2 separate regions of the Mus musculus genome follow, and region 1 is linked to region 2. A link is a contact called in public HiChIP or PLAC-seq data. All regions are on one chromosome and are shown on one strand. The core of a region is the stretch at or near the end of the contact, and the rest is flanking DNA. Distances in the headings are between cores, read along the strand shown.

Evidence for each region. HiChIP or PLAC-seq counts read pairs in DNA pulled down with a chosen protein or histone mark.
Region 1: a contact with region 2 is called in an H3K4me3 HiChIP or PLAC-seq map of the SCID.adh cell line, with 8 read pairs. The contact joins the enhancer-like site here to the promoter of Cox20 in region 2. A contact is called at or near these places in 1 of 39 promoter capture datasets (hippocampal neurons) and 1 of 115 datasets of contacts at active chromatin or transcription factors (the SCID.adh cell line).

What each region holds. Positions count from the first base shown.
Region 1 is chr1:179,127,812-179,132,885 of GRCm38.p6, reverse strand. All of the region lies in intron 5 of Smyd3 (SET and MYND domain containing 3), which reads left to right. Among named protein-coding and RNA genes, the nearest start is that of Gm31349, 200 kb to the left of the region's middle. Within about 2 kb of position 2,710, at least 18 of the 459 cell types and tissues checked have an H3K27ac peak or open chromatin away from gene starts, as enhancers often do. A contact at or near this core is called in the SCID.adh cell line, where this site is marked.
Region 2 is chr1:178,317,378-178,322,363 of GRCm38.p6, reverse strand. Cox20 (cytochrome c oxidase assembly protein 20) reads right to left here and starts at 3,211. Exons shown (of 4, transcript NM_025511.2): 1 at 3,156-3,211; 2 at 505-619; 3 at 359-422. The coding sequence starts at 3,194. It also overlaps a transcript of Hnrnpu not described here.

The sequences.
Region 1 (5,074 bases), core at 1,461-3,960, 810 kb before region 2:
TTTCCACTTCACCAGTTAATGTGAGTTCTTGGAGGGATGAGGGGGCTGCCAGGCTTAGGAGACTCAGGAAGCCTACATGACTCTTATGGTACCCTCAGGAGGCCCCTCTGCCATCCAAGCTTCTGCAATCAGGTCACCCAGGCAGGAGTGTGCAGTGCAGTAACTGGGCATGAGTTGCCCGCAGTGGCTTGGGCTTTTAAGTCATGCAGCTGCCTTTGGGTTGCCAATGGTCCTATAAGAAGTCCTAGAAAATGTGTTAGTTTACCCACTTGTAAGTGGGTGGAACCCTCTTCTTGGTCTCTTGTTAGCCTCTCTGGAAAACAGACATTTCTTTCATTCTCTCCTGGGAAAGTTATACAACACAAGGTTCTTGGGTTTATTCTTATTGGGTCAGTCTAGATATCCAGCTTTTCTCTCGAGCTGGTCTCTGTGGTCAGAGGGACACACTAACTACTGATTGTTCTAAACCAGTGGTTCTCAACCTATGAAGCCCTACCCTTTGGGGGTTGAATGAGCTTTCACTGGGGTCACATATCAGATATCCTGCATATCAGATATTTACATTATAATTTATAACAGTGATGAAATTACAGTTATGAAGTAGCAATGAAAACATTTTATGGTTAGTGGTCACCATAACACAAGGAACCATATTCAAGGGTGGCAGCATTAGGAAGGTTGAGAACCATGCTCTAGACTCTCATTATTACTATTACAGTGGAAAGGGGGACCAGATGATGGATGGTTGGCATGTATTGATGGGTTTCATTATAGCACTTAGCATGGCTCCATTTAGCATGGCTGCTGCCATGGGTGTGGCGATGGTGGGTAAGGGGTTGATGCTCCAAAGTCAGCTGGTAGCCTCTGTTTCTAGAAACCTGGGTAGATGGTTAACTTTCAAGAAAATAAATGTCACCTGATATGAATGAAGCACTCACCATTTGCTGAACACCTAGCACACACCAGCCGATATTTTGACGTTTACCTCATTATCTTTGATTCTTAACAGCTCTGTGATATAAATGTTCTTTAATAATTGCTAAACCGAGACTCAGAGAACAATAATATCCTGTGTGCTCTGAGGGTAACATTTCTCTGTATAAAGAAAAGGTGAGACAAACACTCACTACCTTGGAAAATACCCCATGTTGTTTTAATTTTCTTCTGAGAAGTTTCCAGTGGAAGATCACAGGAACATCTGGATTTTTCCCGTTTGGGGGGAGTGGTGGAGGCATTGGCCTATGCTGTGCTTGGAGGCATGGACACAAGGTGGTTTCATCATGAAAAGTGGGCTGTTTCTCACACTGCCATGATTCACCTTATCTGGTGTGGATCTGTCAGCATTTTCCTGTTTGGTGACAAGTGATGACTAACCTGAAATGAGGTATGCTCTTGCACAGAGAGCCAGCTTGCCCCACGACGTGTCTGCTGGCATTTACAGAGAATGCACGTGCGCTCCCCTTTCTCCCTTGACGCTCAGGCACGTTTGTAGTACTCACTGGTGCCATTTATCTGTCAGATGTCTGGAAGGCGAGGCTAAGCCTGGGGGTCAGCTTGATGAGGGTCACACATATCCTGTTCTGAGACACTCAGCATCCTGTCCCAGTGAGGACACATCACTGCCTGCTGAACTGTGGGTGTTAGCAGGTCACCTTCACTCAGAGAGAACTAAGACTGGAAAGATGGAAAGTGTGCAGTGAGCACTTCTTAGGGTTATAAAACCTTCTCTGAGGACAGTGGAAATACCCAAAGGCTTCGTGTTTCAGCAGCCAACAAAGGTGTTTAAGGTCTAAAAATTTTGCATAGTTTTGTTTACAGTATTACACTAGTATATGTGAAGTTAATTGATAATTCTAGCTAACCTATATAAAAGACACACAAGTCAGATATTTTACTTACAAGCTGTAACAGGTTTGGAGCTATTCTAACTTGCTTCCCAGCTATGAAGTCCCTTCTTACTTGCTGTTTCTCCTGGCCACATGCTCATTCATGGTCCATCTCCTCTCCTGGCTTCCTCCCCAATCTCTGGGTCTTTTCTCCTTTCCCCTCTACCTGCAACCCCCTCACTTGATTCTCAAGGTCCACCCTCCTCCCTCTACCACCCAATCACAACTCTAGCCTTGTGTTGACCAGTCGAATTGGGGAACAAGGTTTGCATAGCATCACTTGGTGTACATGAGGATCTGCTTGTCAGCACAACGAGATCTTGAGAGCCAGTGTTTAGCACTAGATGAAAAGCAGCATCAGACTAACCCACTATAAGTATATAAAATCAGCCAGGTTCAGGAGGGTTATGGAAGCAATCTGTTGGGCTTGAGCCCACTACGGGATAGGTGCATGTAACAGACATGCATCTCAAGGCTGCTCTTTTGACTAGAGGGTCAGAAAACAAGTGTGTGTCTTTTAGAAAGCGAAGCTTCCCTAAAGCCAGTGTTCCTTAGTTCCCTTCTTCCTTCTGATGATGAAGAAAAAAAGTGTTAGCATGGGCAAATTGCATTCTTAAACATTTCCAAGTACAATTCAATGTCTCCTTCCTGAATGTATTGAAGCAATGATCTGGACACTAAGCCTGTTCTGAAATAAACACGCTGCTGGTTGTCTGAAAGTTAGGAGAAATAGAGTGAAAATGAAAGTGATTCTGAAATGTTGTGTGACTTTATCCACCCTGCCCGGGGGATGCACCTCCTTGTTTAGAGGCTTTGATGTATGATACGTGACATGTCTGAAGGTTGTGACTGGATAGTGACAGGCTTAGAAGAGCTTCACTTTAGCTGAGGTTGGTTCAAGCAGAGTTGGAGGCGGAATGGGACCTGAATCCAATAGTCTTAGGAAAGAGTAAAAACAAAACAGAATGCCGATGAGGGGTTTTAATAATGAATAATTTTCCAGGAACATGGTATTCCATATAGAGTATATTTACTATATATTTTTATATATGAGAGATCATAATATGTTTAAATATGCAATCCACTCAGTTGTAGAGCTCAGAGTATGAGGAAGAAGGCTACAATATGCAGTAGAAATGAAAACTTAATTCAATAACAGTGGGGGGCCATTTTAGAATTTTTCTAGAGAATTATTTGAAATTGCATGGCTACTCTGTCTACAGTATAGAGATTGAGTAGATGGTTTCTAGAATAGGCTCAGATGCAGGTATCATGTTGCATGGACATTGCACTGGTCCGAATGAAATGATACTGGTTCGCATTGCAGCAGTGGTCATAGAGGTGGGAACAAAGGGACACATTTTAGGTAGATGTTGGGGTGACTTGGATGGGATTTGGGGTGACTTGGATGGGATTTGGAGAGACGGGCCTGTGTGAATAATCAGAGAAGCCTTTTTGTTAGTAGATAATAAAGGACGGAGAGATGGGTGAGGTAGAAGCTCATGAATTCGCTGTGGGTGATTTTGGGCATGCCTGCCTCACAGATGAACTGTCTAAACGTGACTAGTAAATGCATTGGAACTTTGAGAGAAGTCTGGGTTTAAGAGGCACCCAGGCACAGACTAGAGGTGGAATACAGGCATGCCTGAGAAGTCTCAGGTAAAATGCACAGCATGAAAAAAGAAAGAAGGATAGAGCTTGAAGGAATGCCAACACTTTAGGGGGTAGCAGACTGCACACATCCCTTTATAAAAAGACTCAAGGGGGCTATTGAGAGGGTTAGGAGGCCCTGGGGTAGAAAGCAGATGTCAAACCCAACAGGTGGAAGCAGTGTGTGGACAGGAGAAAGATACCAGCCATTGCAGAAACGATGAGATACAGAGCCTTCAAAGCTATCCATTGGCCTGGAAATGACTAGTCAGCAGGATCATAGAATGTATGATATTCAAGAAGTTGGTTGAGCTACTTGAACAAGGAGGGGTTCATGGCAAGGACAGAATAGGTGTACGGTGAACATCCTCATAAGAAGTTGGGTGTGTGCAGAAAGACAGGGAAAGGTGCTGTATCCATCCCCCATAAAGACAATGCGGAGTTTTGTTGCTGAATTAAGATGGTAGGTAGATATTCAACCCTGTTTCTGTACTTAGAGAAGGGAGTGATTCAAAGGGAGCGACTCAAGAATGAAGAGTGAGAAAAGATTCAGTATGGAACATCCTCGTATCAGTAGCCCTGGGAATTTGTTTGAGAAGTAAATGATCCACCTCTACTTCAGACAAACCCATCAGAGCCTCTGTAATCTGGGCCCAGCAACTCATGTTGTAGTTCAAGATGGAGAACTGCTGAGCCAGAGCACTCCCCAGTTGTGCACTCTGCACTAGGGCCAGCAAGGCACTTCCTCGGGAGCCACGGTCAAATAGGTTCGTGGTAGATGCTGTGAGATTGAAGTTTACTCTTGATTCTCCCAAGTTTTCTCCCTAAGATTTAAAGAAGTTCTGTCTACTGCAGGGCCTGGGATAAGAGCCGGGTTGCTTGAATCCATCCAAATGGATTTCTAAGCCTATTCTAGGCTTAGAAATACCACCATCTAGGCTTCCTGGCTGAACTACAAGGATAAGTTTCAAGTTGAAACGTTTGTCTGTTCTCCCCTTCTTTCCATTCCTGTCCCCGTTCTTTCTCATCAGGAGCAAACTGTTCTACTTGTTGATGACGGATTCCTTGCAGCCAAGACAGTTCCATCCCACCTCATGTCTGAACTGTCGTTATCCAGGAGTTTGAAGTTTTTAACAGTTGTGATTTCTTTGCGCCTTTATTAGCTGCTCTCGAAAGGTTCCTGAGATCATATCCTTCAGAATAAGCAAGAACATCGGACAAGCATCCATCCATCTGCATAGGAGACTTGCTCATATGTGCGAGATGTCATTAACGCCTCCACACAGAAGGCCTCCGACAAAAGAAAACACGATGTTGTTTTTAAGACAAAAAGTCAAAAATTAAAAAAAAAAAAAAAAAAAAAACCTGCTGTGGGTGGGCATCTGGTTGCAGGACTCAGTGCTGGTCTTTTGATCTCCTCAGATTTTTTTTGTTTGTTTGTTTTTGTTTTCAAGATGCCATGAGAAGGTGCTTCATTGTGAATTCAGTGTTTACAGCACTGGCCAGGCTGGCCCTCAGGGAAAAATGGTCAGTCTGAT
Region 2 (4,986 bases), core at 1,962-4,461:
GGTGTTTATACAAATGTTCTTTATAACTACATAAAACATAGATTTCTGTCTCCTTAGAATAATTATACCTGTTGTAGAACAAACACTGTAGGAATCTCTTGGGTCTGACTCACTCAAAACTTAATGGAATTCTGCCACTCGTCTGTTAAACATTCAATGGGTAATAATGGAGGTTTATATATTGCCATAGTTTCCAGCAAAAAACAAAAACAAAACAACTGGTGACTCATACCTTTAATCCCAGCACAACTACACAGTGAGAGACCCTGTCTCAAGTGCGCGTATATACACATCCATGTTTATTGAATGAGTCCTGTTACTTTATCCTGACTTTAACTGCAATATCCAGCAAACATACCAGCATCCTAAAGTCACCAGGATAAATCCTCCTACTCCAACATCACATGATCTTCTAATTCTACCTATTGGAAAAAGCATGGTCAGCATAAATTCTGTGTAGAAAACATTATAATAGAGCTGTTTTAATTTAAGGAAAATACTCACTGGTCACCAAGAAATGTCCAAGTCCAGTCACAATAGATCCTAATGAGCCATAGAGTATAGATTCTCGAGCACATGGAGTGTTCTCAACATCTAAAATACCTAGGAGCTTGAAGGGCTAGGATAAAATGAAAAAGAATTTAGCCTGAACAAGAAAATAGTTAGGTTCCTATTCAATTTTTAATTACCAGTCAGCCAACTTAAAGTGTTCTAATCTGCCACTTCAGGATTTACTTCAGCATTTGAAATAATGAGCACAGTGATTAACCTCTAGCATGAAGTGACCAGTCTTCCAAGGACATGTCACTCAGCACTGGCTCAGAGATGGGGGTCAAAACATTTTTCACACTCTGTTCATGCAAGTCTTAGACATCTGGTGGTTTGTGACTGTAATGTAATCCCAGCAATCAGGAAACCACAGCAAGAAGAACCACAACTACATTGCTGTGAATTGGAGGTCAGTCTGAGCTTGAGGATGCAAGACTACACATAACTTATATGACAGAGCATGTGCGAAAAGAAGCCATTCTCTATTTGTACCCCAGCCCTGGAAGCACAGATGTTTTCTGCAATGCCACTCAATGCTTCTAGAGGATGACTGCATAAGAGATGAAACGTAACACTGGTGGGGAATGGAGTAAAAGACATGTTAGGTTCGGTTAAAGATAGGGTAGAGCTGCACTCCCCTTAGCTCAAGGATCTGCCTGAACGTGTGTAACCTGGCTTTCATTAAAGTAAAATTGTTCTTTCACTGATGACTTGCTTCTCTTGTTTTTAATCATACACCCAATCAATCATTGTGGGCTGTTCTCATCATCAAACTCTCAAATAAGAAACTACAGGTCTACTGGGGAGTTCACACCATCTCTGGAAATTACTCCTATGCCAACTAGCATCCAGTACATGATGAACATGGAGACATTCTGGTAGCGTTAGTGAAACCAGTTGTACCTATGTACCTACCACCTGTATTCTTGCCTAGTTCAGATAGCTTAAAATTGGGTTTCTTGTGAGAGATTCCTTGCTTATCCTATCACCTACATGGTGGTTTCATAACTCCAGTTCAAGAGAAAACTAGGATTCAAGTTGACTGTCCATCCTTTTCCATTAAGTGTGTCATTGCAAAAGGAGACCTGGTTGGCATTAAATCTTTCAAGCTTCCTGTGGCAAGCTCATCAGTGGTCCTAAAAGCCAGTTTTGTATTGTACTCAACCAGTCTCCCCCCCCAAAGGACTGCTTTGTAATCCTTTCATTTGAAAGGATTTTAAATTTGAAAGGATTTTAAATTCTGTAAGTTATATCTGTGGGTGTCTGACTTGGGCTGCCACAAGAGCTCCAGAGACTTGAACAGAGGTGGTAAATAAGCACCTTTACCTTCTGAGGATTGCGCTTGCTTCCACATCTTAAGTCCTAATACTACCATTTTTCTGTTGCCTTGCAAGACTATATTAACTAGATGCTCCTGATTTTACTTGAGTACCCACACGCTCATGGCCACTGTTTAGGCAAAGATACACTTAGATTCCATCTCACCGGGAATCTTGAGAAAACATTTACAGTAATTGGCTTGCTGTTCCACTGGCCTGGGGATTTGGCAGTAGCAACGTTCCAGTAGCAGTGTCCCCTCCTTTTACGGATTTAACATTTGTGACCTGTTATCAGCTGAATACCATTTATTCGACTCCCTGTTTGTGAGACTATTCATCTGCTTATTTGGTCTTAGTCGGTTTTGCAAACCGACCAAAGTATCAAAGTATTTTCAAGTAGTTTCTCTTGCTTCCAAAATCTTTTCTGAGACAGGTTTTAGGTTTACTTTGTAGCCCTGGCTATCCTGGAACTCACTGCCTCCTAAGTGCCTGGTTAAAAGGTGTGCCCATCCCAAGCCTTCATGGCTTTATTTTTCAGAGCAGAGTCTTTTTGTCAAACCCACTGTTCAATTTCAGCAAGTCTAGATGAGCTATGAAGCAAACACTACATTTGACCTTACTTGTGCTAGCAAGTTTTCATTTGATAGGTAGTGTTTTAGTTGTTTAACAAAAGACATCTTTAGACACTTGACCATGGCTTAATTAGTCTCCACTTGGGACACCTTCCTGTAGCCATTCTATCAGGCCTAGCAGTTCATGGCCAAACTGCAGTTTTATCCCGGCTGGCTTAAATGGATGAAATTCGACTGTCCCGTTACCCCAGTAGGATGTCGGCTTCATGCAGAGTGGAGATTTCGTCTTTTTTAATAAGAGGTCAAACTGCAGTTCTCACATTGAACTAACAAATCTATACCTTACCTGTGAGTGTGCGCTCCTGTGTTGTGCAAGGAAAAGGACTGATTCACTTGCTGGCCCAGAACTCACCCCTGCCTCAGCCCTCAAAGTGGAGATTACTGGCATGCACCATCACGCCCAGCTCTCCAGAGTTTTCATTTCCCCTTTATTAGCCCTTTCTACCAAATCCAATGCTAGTTTTGGATTAGTCTCCGTTTTCTGACCCTGCAGGCCTGCTCTTCACTAGTTTAACTGGCAATTTAGATATATCCGGGATATGAGGACTAGATCGCTGATATACCTCGCGGCTATGGGATGGGTCTAGGAAACCGGGTCGCGGCCTGCGCACTGCACACCTCCCCCCACCCCCCCTTGCCCCATGGCGAACATTACCTTTTTCTCCGTCTCGTGGGGCTCCGGGGCGGCCGCCATGGGCACCAGTCCTCTCCATCGCCCCGCCCAGGCCCGCGACGGGAGCAACACGGGCTCCGCCCACCCCATCCCCGCGCGGCGGCGGCCATCTTAGGGAGCGTTCCTGGGGCTGTCCGGAAGCCCGCCCTGGCACACTCCTTTGTTCCATGGAACCGGCCACACTGTTTTCCAACCCGCAACCGACCATGAGGAACGCGAGTGGTGGCAACCTAGAGAAGCGCCACCGGTTCCTGTCTCGCAGGCAGGGTGGCCCGAGTCAAGGAGCACCGAGAAACTCGCTTCCCTCAGCCCCTCCTCCGCCTTAACCGCCATTTCAACCGTTGTGCGCGTCCCCGTGCTGGGCGCTGAGGGCGGAGCCGGGGCCGCGCGTCGCGCGCCGCTTTGTCCTCTTAGAGGGCGGGAGTCCGGGTTTGACGGCCCCCGCACTGCCGGAAGTCGCCTGGCGCTGTTTCCGCGGGCCTCGTTCCCAGCTTGTCCTTTGTCCTAGCTTTGGTGACCTTGACAACCTCCCGCACCCCCGCCTCGGTCCCTCGCGGCGGCCTTCCAGCGCCCGCCAGGCCCACGCCCCTCCCCCTCCGGCCCGCAGATTTAGGTTAAAAATAGCGCGCCGCTCGCGTGGAGGAGACTCAGGACAAAATGGAGGCGGCCGCTACCTAGGGGGCATGCGTCAGGCGGCAAGTGCCTTCCTTCGGGAGGGAGGCCGTGGGTGACGCGACGGTGACATAGCGGGTAGAAACCCAGACCGTGGGTCGTTTGGGTCCAAGTGTCAGCCAGTTCAGCAGGCGATGGCGACTCCGTTTTCGGGTTAATGTCCTGGCCCCGGCCTTTTGCCTTTCTTTGTTTACCTATTTCCCGATTTGGCCTCTTCCGTTCCAAACGGCCCTTCCCCGGAAAATGTCCCGGCCTGTCATTGTGCAGAGTCATGCCGCCTTTCATGTAACGTGCTGCACGCTACTTGCCCGTCAGTGTTAGCTGGGAGGGTCTCATCTTAATTACCATGCGGACTGCTTACTGTCTTATTCTTCATGCTCATTAACTGCTTTTCGCCAATCCCAGGGGGTAAAAGTGATTTATATTTCTCTTTATGCGTAGTAAGTTGTTTTTTGTTTTTAAGGAAGCTGAACAGTTACAAAGTGTATAATGCTCTAATATTACTAGGACTAGAAAAGGAACTGTTATCTTGACAGTTTGGGATACTCTACTGAAATTCTTGGCTAGCCAGGCTTTGAATTTTTGTCTGGAAGGTAATATTTAAGGTTGTAATATTCCATAAAGGAGAGAGGAATTCTTTTGCATTCCTAATTGCGGTATAAAGGACGTAACGGGAAAAATACCGAGGAAATGGCGTTACCGTTTTACTTGTGACTGAGACGTTGCTAGAGTATACTGAGTTGGAGTCCATTTCACTTGTTTGAAAAATGTCATGGATTCGATAAAGTTTCTTAATTTAACGAAAATAGAATATTTTTCAGTTTTGTCTTTTAACAGTTAATAATGAAAAGTAACAAGCTCACCCTTCTCCTTCTCCCTGAAGGTGTGGATGAAAGAAAACGACTTTGAAGAGAATAGAGTTTATTCTGTAGTAAAATGTAAATGATCATGACCCAAGGACAGGATTCAAACTGCCCCCAAACCATATTCAACATAAAAGTGTTACAGTCTTATGAGTTTTATATGGTAACAAAAGAGATAAGACACTTCAGTTTATGGAATGTCTCTGGCTATTGGCCTTAGATTTCATCTGATGACATTCTCAGTCTTTGGGATTGGTGGAAGTTAGTGTTCTGTTTAT